Regions from separate parts of the Hordeum vulgare genome. Here region 2 is linked to region 1. Evidence: chromatin contacts called from public Hi-C data. All regions are on one chromosome and are shown on one strand. The core of a region is the stretch at or near the end of the contact, and the rest is flanking DNA. Distances in the headings are between cores, read along the strand shown.

Region 1 (4,289 bases), core at 1,097-3,596:
ATGCCACAGCTGCAACAACCCCCCCATATAACAGTAAGTAAAACAAGAAGCTATATCAAGTAAAATGTGTGTCTTTCTAAGTACGTAAGTAGTAATTTTTGTGATTGCGCTGTCCGTCCTAAAGGCAAAGGGTGTGTGTGTTGTGAAAGCATTCTTCCAAAGCTTGCACATGCAACTTTGGTGACAGCTGCAGGAGGAGACGCTGGTGGCTTGCGCTTGGCAATTTGGCAAACATGTCGGGAACATGGGGTCGCTGTAGTGGATGGCCCCAACAAGCAGGACGGACGCTGCTAACCGTCAGAATTCAGAAACAGAGGACCAGTTCTCGTTCAAAAGAACAAAAAGAGTAGCTGGGGCAATTTAAAAGTGCCGAGTGTCAATCTGCTAAATAAGCACCCATATATTATACAATCAAATACGCAAAGCAAGGATGATCTTCGTGTGGACTAGGATGTGTTAGTAGAATATACTCCTGGTAGAGTGGTACTAGTATTTGTTTTCTTATTGGGTACTACTAGTACATTATTTGTTCTCTTTCTGTGTCGTGATCTTCACAGTTGAGAAGTCTGGTTTTACCAGTCTCATCCACTTAATATTGGGTTCGGCACGTACTACTACGTTTTTTTTTTTGACTGTTTTCCTGTCATGTTGCTACAACTACTAGTCGCTTGCATTGCATGAATGCAGACGGATGATTAACGCCAAGAGCGACGGGACTGCGGCGTTGCTTTCTTGGGGTTTGGTGGCCCGCTTCCTTTCCGTGCCGGATTTCGTAACAAGACATGCAGCTGCTTTTCGTGCCCCGCTGCTTGCCGGGCTTCGCAACAAGAAGAGAGAAGTTGCGGCGCTCGCGTGGCATGAGCGAATGGGTGATGGGCGGTCGATTACCTTGCGTTTCCTGCAGAGATTGAGGTCGCTCCAGTTCCTCTCGTCGAAGGCGTCGACGGGCTTGTGGTCGTCCTTCCATACGACGGCGGTGACGGAGGAGGTGAAGACCACCCTCTCCATGGTCACCGTCTGCGCGCACGCCTCCAGCACGTTCTGCGCCGCCCGGACCTCCACCTCCACCATCACCTCCTGCAACCGCCATCACCCAGCCATCATCAGATTAAGAACAAATCAATTAATTAACCAGCTAGCACCCAACCGTTGGCTTAATTAGCGGCAGCGCCGGCCTTAATTAGAAGCAGCTGTGCTGTGCTGTGCTGTGTGTGGTGAAGCATCCATTCGGAGGCATCAATGCACGCCGCGCGGGAAAGGCTTCTGCCAGAGGTTTGGTTTGGAGCAGAGTTAATGCCGGCAGTGGAGTAGTGGTGGTGGAGGGAGCAGCGAGAGGAAGCAGATGAGCTGTGCCTTAATGGCCCAGCTCACGCCAAGGAGAAAGGAAGGAAGAAAGAATTAGATGCTCAACGACTAGCTGTACTGTGCTGCTGCAGTGGTACGGCACTAGCGGCAGTGTTTTCTCTCAACTCTTATCCAGCCAGCCAGTTAGCCACTGCAACATGCAGAAGAGGCCGATCCGGCGGGCGATCGGGAATGGATTCTTAATTGCCGGGGGTGGGATCAAGTTACAAGTAAAGTAACCCGATGTGACGGCACGATCGATCCATCATCCATGATTCTCTCTTGAAACTAGTGGTAAGTAGTAGTAATTTGGTGGTAATGGCGAGGGAGGGAGGGAGGGGAAGGAAGGAGAGTCGACTCACGTCGCAGCCGGCCTGGTCGTCGTGGGTGTTGAACATGCAGAAGAGGCCGGAGCAGCCGCGGACGGCGTCGGCGATGGTGTGGTAGTCGAAGGGGTCGGCGCGGAAGAGCTTGAGCCGGTCCTCGTCGTGTCCTGCGGCGGCGAGCAGCCCCGCCTCCTCGTCGAGCGAGTGGTCGTAGGTGGCGGCGTGCACGGTGTAGCCCCGGCGGAGGAGGCGGTGCACGAGCGCGTGGCCCAGCGGGCCAGAGGCGTCCATCACGCACACGCTCTTGTCCGACTCCGCCGCCGCCGCCGCCGCCGCCCCGGGGCACATGGCTGGTTCTGGTTGATTCCTTGCTTGTACGTCCAAGAAAGCGCCGGAGACGGCAGGCGGCGGAGGTGGGATGGCTCGCTGCTTTTACTGGTGGCGAGATGAGAGGGGGAGATGTGGGGTGGTGGGTATATAAAGGGAGAGGGGGGTTTGGGAAGAGAAGAGGTTGAGCGCGTGTCCGAGTCGGGGACGGAAGAGGAGCGCGGGTGGAGGTGGGTCAGCCGGGCCGGAGAGGGTCAGCCGCATCCAAAGGGCGTGCGGTGCGGTGTGGTGTGGGTGTGGGTGCGTGCTCTGCCCTCCCCTCCGGTGGTGGTGGTTTCAGGAGAGGAGCTAGCGGAAGAGGAGGAGGCGACGCAACGGGCTTGGGCTTGGGCTTGGCTGCTGGGAGGGGAGGGGAAGAGGGTCAGGTGCCGGGTAGTTGGCAGCTGCGGCCGGGGCGGGCGCGACGCCCAACTGTCTCCCCAACGACGCGCAGCTGCACGCGCGCGCGCGCGCGCCTGTGTGGCTCGCGTACGGCGTACCCATCCGTCCCGTCCGCTGGAATTTGGGATACGCACGCAAATTCGATGCACCTCGCCTGCGGCTGGATCGATCGGGAGGCGTTGACCTGTCGGCCGACGGCGGTGGGATTTAGCTTGGTTTGGTGAGAAGAGTGGCTCCTGCGCTGGCCAGCGGTTGCAGCTGCCGCGATTCACCAGCGCCGGTGCACCACCACCACATGGCGCCGCGCGGTTACACGCGCGCGCGCATGAGGAGGGCCTCTACCTCCATCTACCCACTACTGCTACATGTGGATCGTCAAGCTCATTCCCCCCTGAACAGGTGTCATTCGATCGTGATCATTCTACTTTTTGCAAGGACGGGCATACCCTGGCTTCATGATCGACGACGTAGTCTCAACTGGTCTTCTGGCAGCCACGTCCTTGCGCGCGTCATCGGTCATAAGTGGACTTTGTTGCATATGTGCATGTATTTTATAAGCTGGAGTAGCTAGATTCAAGTGGTCCTGCACGCCTCTTCTGTGCTGACTATTAGGCTGTTCGTAATGGGAGTATCATAGATAGTATCATGCATTTTAAGACTGTCCGTAATGGAAATATCATAGGTAGTATCATACATTTCAACTAAGCAATTTCGATGAGGTGGCATCGAATTAAATGAAGAAAGAAAGGTTGAGTATCATATCATGATACTGTATCATATTAAATGATGTGCTACTATGTGTCTTGCATGGCAATAAATGAACCATCCTATAATACCAACACATGATACTATGCATTACGGTTGTGGTATCATACACTAGTATCATATGCATATGACACTAATATATAATACTACCCACTACAACCAGCCTTAGTAGATTACATTTTCTTCTTCGATGAAGGATCGATTTTATTGGTTTAAAATAAAGCATCAAGACTAGCTATGTTGAGCAATAAACATTGATGCAGGCAGGCACATAATACACCGACAAATAGCAAAAATATATAAAATCAATATTCTGCATAGACAAGGGAAAAAGATCAATCCAGCAAACTACAGCAACGATCATATCTGCACCATCTCATGACATCACATGGATGGCAAGATCCTTAAACAACAATGCCTTAAGGAAAGGAGCGACCCTCACGTGCCGCCGTCATCGAACCCAACCACCAATGCGAGGATATAGGTTTTCACTCTGAAGAACAGTGTGGACATATCTGAGCAATACCTTCAACAAGGTAACAACTCAAAACATCGTTCACGGTACTAAATATCGTCAGTAGTCCTGGTAGGGTGAGAGTGCGGCCGGATATTCTGGAAGGGAGCACTAAGAGGGAATTTACCCAAGTTAAGGTCCTCATGGTTGAGGTAACACCCTACTACTTCTTTTGTTTTAATTGGTTGTGGGGAAACGCCTCGTGTGTGTGTGTGTGTGTGTGTGTGGAGGGGGGTTATTGCAATAAGAGTGGATTTGTTGCTACCAACACGATAACTAGATGTCACATGATCTCAAACTACCCCTTGCCTCACCTTATAAAGGGTGACAAGGCCTAGGGTTACAAGATTCTCTAACTGACCGAGAGCCTCAAGTGATGCAGGATCCTTGGCTTGCACACCAGGACAAATATCTTTCTTGAAGGAGGACTTCCTACATGGCCGAATGTCCTTAAGGACACCTTCGACTATTGGGCCCTAAGGAAAACCCATTATTTGTATGACATCCCGGCTTAATAAGAATGATAGACTACTTGTATCAATAAGGTGCACCTTCTTTTCAGAGAGCCCATC
Region 2 (4,269 bases), core at 887-3,386, 500 kb after region 1:
TCAACAAAAAGTTGGTCAAACAATCTCGGTGGCACCGATAGGAATGTTGGTGGTACCGAGATGGTAGGGTTTGGCACAGGTTCTGTCAAGTGTAAAACTGGTAGGGCCGAATGGAAATTGTCGGTGTCACCGATTTTGCTGGTTTGGGTTTGGACAGAGATATTTTGTGGGAGAATGGTTAGTATTTTTGGTGGCTAGCTTTAAGCACTCGAGCAACCAACTCACCATAATACCTCATCCCCTTTTAATAGTATTGGATTTCTTATGATCTCAAAATGATTTCTCACAAAGTATAAAATGAAGAGTCTTCTTGCTTGAAGCTTGAGCCAATCCTATTCCTTCCTTGCATCAAGGGGCGTCTTCTCACAATCCTATAGCCAAAGCATCTATATGTACTATACCTAGAATATACTAGGTAAAAGTATTAGTCCAAGAGACAATGTATGTTGTCATGAATTATCAAAACCACCAAGGGAGCATATGTGCTCTCACACTTGAATGCTCCTCTCGTACAGATCATCCACTAAGCCAACGTCTCCCTGATGGCCGACGATTCAAGAGTAGCCCACTCAGAGGTTTTTGGAAAAAACATAGCTGACGCACCAAGGAATATGCCAACTTTATCTGTGCAAATGGCGCCCACAGCTCCACATGATCCTCCTCTTCCAACAACGTCGACATCATTTAATTTTGCTAGCTCAGCAAGCGACGCAATCCACTATGTTTTACCTGTTAGTGATTGAAACAAATGCGTGAGTCACCCTGGGTTGGATTGCTCACAACTCGCCTAGGTAATGTTCCACAAAACTATGGAGAACAAACGGGCTTTGATAGATGTCCTCATATATTGCTTTTCGTCACACTCCCCATACTGCCCAAAGGGTCACCACAAAGGTAGTGAATTCGTCCTCTGCAAGTGAATATTGCATAGGAAACAACCAACATTTTGCATTATCATCAACCTTTCTACTCAATTGTTCAATAATTGCATGTGTCGAAACAGAACCCAAGTACTTCTTGACCAAAACACATACGAGTTTGCTGGAATGAACCGCAAGACCACCCAGTTTATCAGAGGCCTTTGTTTCGGCCTATGGAGCAACAACCCATAGGACAGTTGGGCCAATATTTGATAGATGCGGGACAAATGGTTGTACACACGCACGTCTATAAACGTCTAGATCATAAAATGGACGATCGAAAACGCAGATCGTTGTGAGGACACGGATTAGGTGCGGTTAATATGAGCATGCCTTCCTCCACTGCCTTCTGTAATGTTTTTTTTACAGAAAGCATACTTTATTCATCAAATAACAACTACATAGTCCGCTAACAATTTCATGATAAAGTTTGGAGGAGCGTCATTCCAAACAGAAGGGTTAGTCGTCCTTCCCCATCTAGCTAATTCATGAGCTACATTATTCGACTCTCTAATGCAATGCTCAATAGTAACCTTCCCGAAGTCTACTAACATACTACGACAATCTTCTAGCACCGGCGTTGCCACCATGGATTGCACTTCATTTTGATTAAGAGCATCCACCACCGTAATATTATCCGTTCTCACCACCAAATTAGAGCATCTAGTATTATGAGCTAATTTGAGTCCTTCGAGTGGCGCCGTTGCCTCGGTTGTGATGACATCAGCTACATTTTCCAACCTTGCCGTTGAAGCTCTTATAAAAGTATCCTTGTAATCACGGATAATTGCTCCACATGCATCGATATATTCACCCTTTGAAAAAGATGCATCCACATTCAACACTTGTTGTCTTGCATAGAAAACCAGCCACTTATTGATTTTTGGAAAGTCCTTGCTTGTCCCTGCTGCACGAGCATAGTGAAGGGCCAACGCGATAACAGAGGAGCTGTTTTTTCTGCCTTCCATAATGTTTGTGACTATTTCCTTGCAATCAGACCCAACGATTTTTGTTTTTTGTTTTGAGAAAACCCAATGATCACTTAGGGCTTGTGTAGTGTTGTCGCGGAGCTGGGTCCCAGGCAGCCCAGAAAATTCCCGAGCCGAAAAAGAAGTCGGCCTGGGGCGCAGCCCACTCTCCCTACCCCTCTTCTGCTGGGCCTCGGCCAGTCAGCCCAATAACAAATACTGGACGAGGGGACTGAGCAAAGAAACGCGAGTTTTTGACGACAAGAAAACAGCCGTCCCGTGGCCGTCGAACCCTATCAATCCCGCCGCCCGCCGCCCGGGCGCCGTGCCCAGCGTCCGGTGTGTCGTTCGACCTGCGCCCCTGCCCATCCGGTGAGCCCCATGCAGTAGCAGCAGCAGCAGCGATCACTCCCCTTCCATCTCCTTCTTGGCTGCTTCCCTTGCTGATCTGCAGGCTGCTGACCTGTCCAGCTGACCGGCGAGGCGGCGCGCCGGTGACCGCGTTTGTCCAGACAGATCTCGACCCCGACACTGGCGTCCTTCGGCGTCCCGCCTCAGCTAAAGGTACCCCCATCTAGCCATCTCAAGTCCTCAACTCAAGCTTAAATTCCACAGAAAATGTGGCCGTGGCCCTCGGCATTAATGCCTTGATAGATTGAAACATGATTTTAATTAATTCTTGTTGCCCTTAGTTTTGTAATAATTGCACAGAAATATTTGAAGGCCAATCTCCATTCCAGTTCGCTTTGTCATGTGATATAATTGCTTTGTGTTTTCCCCTCCCTGTAATATAAGAGCGTTTTTGGGAGGGGAACTTTTGGAACCTGGGTGTATATACACCCTACAAGCAAAAAAAAAGCAATTCAACAAAAAGTCAAAAAGTTCTGAAAATATCTTTGAAATAAACTTGACCTTTCATTGTACTTGTAAGAAAAATTCCACAAAAATAAAAATATACTTTGACTTCTTTAAAAAAGCAAATTTTTGGTCAAAACAATATGAATAGTGACCCATAATAGCAAATACATTTTGTCTTTTTTGCCCAAAAGTCAGTGCTGATTTTGTTTTCGTGAAAATTTATATGCTAGTGCAAAACAAAGTCAAGTTTAACCTAAAAATACTTTGGAACTATTTTGAATTTTTAATTAATTATTAAAAAAAATCCTCATATAGGGTGCATATACAATCAGGAACCAAAGTGTATTTCCCAGCGTTTTTGACACTAGTGTAGTGTAAAAAACGCTCTTATATCATGGGACGGAGGGAGTACGTATTAAATGGCTAGTTTGATCAAAATTTGGCAGCTATTCCAGAATTCAGTGACTTGCTACCACTCATCCGACGCGGATTTGGTGAACATGGGTGCGCGTGCACCCTTTATGATTTTTTTTTCTAAAAATCCTAGGAAAAAAATTAAAAAAATCGGAATTTATTTTTGTAATATACATAGTCAACCAGTATACTTGGGTATCAAGTTTCACGTAGAAATCACATCCGTGGTAATATGGGCAAAAATTGACAAAACCGAAGCTATATTAAAAAACACTGTTTGATGAATAGTATGGCCACAATTGTATTTTCTTCACTAAAAATACCATGGGTGTCAATACATCATGAAACTTCCCACGTGAGTAGAATGGTTGACTAAGTTTCTTACCGCGAAATTTCAGAATTCTTTAAATTTTTCTAGTATTTTTTTACTATTCATATGGGTGCGCACGGCCTACCCCAACTTGTTTGGGACTGAAAGGCTTGGTTGTTGTTGTTGATGATGGGTGCGCACGCACCCATGATCACCTTTGTATTTTTGCTACTCATCACTCTTTATTATTATTATTATTCTAACTAAAACTGACTCCTAATGCAGCATCCACGTTTAGCCACGCCACCTTAAAACGAATAGTCATTGCACGTGATAGGAAAGTGTGACCACTGCACGTGATAAAACCCTACGCCCCGCGCCCCACCTCTCTGTCCAAATCCCCTCTCGCCAGTGCTTTCACCTCATTGGGCTCCCCCCTCCGTTCTTGCTAGGTTACCAGGCTCGCGTGTCCCGCCGCCATCAAGCGCCACAGCCACCACTCGTGATGCCGACAGTCAGCGTTGGCCGCGACCGCCTCTTCGCTGCACTCGGCAGGGTCTATAGTAAGCGCCTCCCCTCCCCCCCCTCTCGAAACCCCGCCGCGTACGCGCACTCCTTCCTTTAACCCGCCGCGAGAACACCTAACTAATATCGTTCCTTTGTTGTGGATGCTCTAGCGCAAGACGAATTCGAGGCACTCTGCTTCGATTTCGGCATCGAACTTGACGATGTGGTGAGCCGCTCGGATCTGTGCCATTTGTCTCTCCTACTCGCATGCTTTGGTATTTGGGTGTTAATT

The links. A called contact is a pair of places that touch in the nucleus more often than the background predicts.
Region 2: a Hi-C map of leaf shows a contact between it and region 1, with 5 times the contacts expected there. The contact joins the promoter of LOC123436492 here to the promoter of LOC123436444 in region 1. A contact is called at or near these places in 4 of 6 Hi-C or Micro-C datasets (leaf and seedling).

The regions. Positions count from the first base shown.
Region 1 is chr1H:357,067,676-357,071,964 of MorexV3_pseudomolecules_assembly, forward strand. It overlaps LOC123436444 (cinnamoyl-CoA reductase-like SNL6), which reads right to left and starts at 2,347. Exons shown (of 4, transcript XM_045115631.1): 1 at 1,707-2,347; 2 at 889-1,077; 3 at 1-9. The coding sequence starts at 2,018.
Region 2 is chr1H:357,565,534-357,569,802 of MorexV3_pseudomolecules_assembly, forward strand. LOC123436492 (phenylalanine--tRNA ligase beta subunit, cytoplasmic-like) reads left to right here and starts at 2,137. Exons shown (of 21, transcript XM_045115634.1): 1 at 2,137-2,260; 2 at 2,360-2,452; 3 at 3,923-4,033; 4 at 4,148-4,203. The coding sequence starts at 3,976.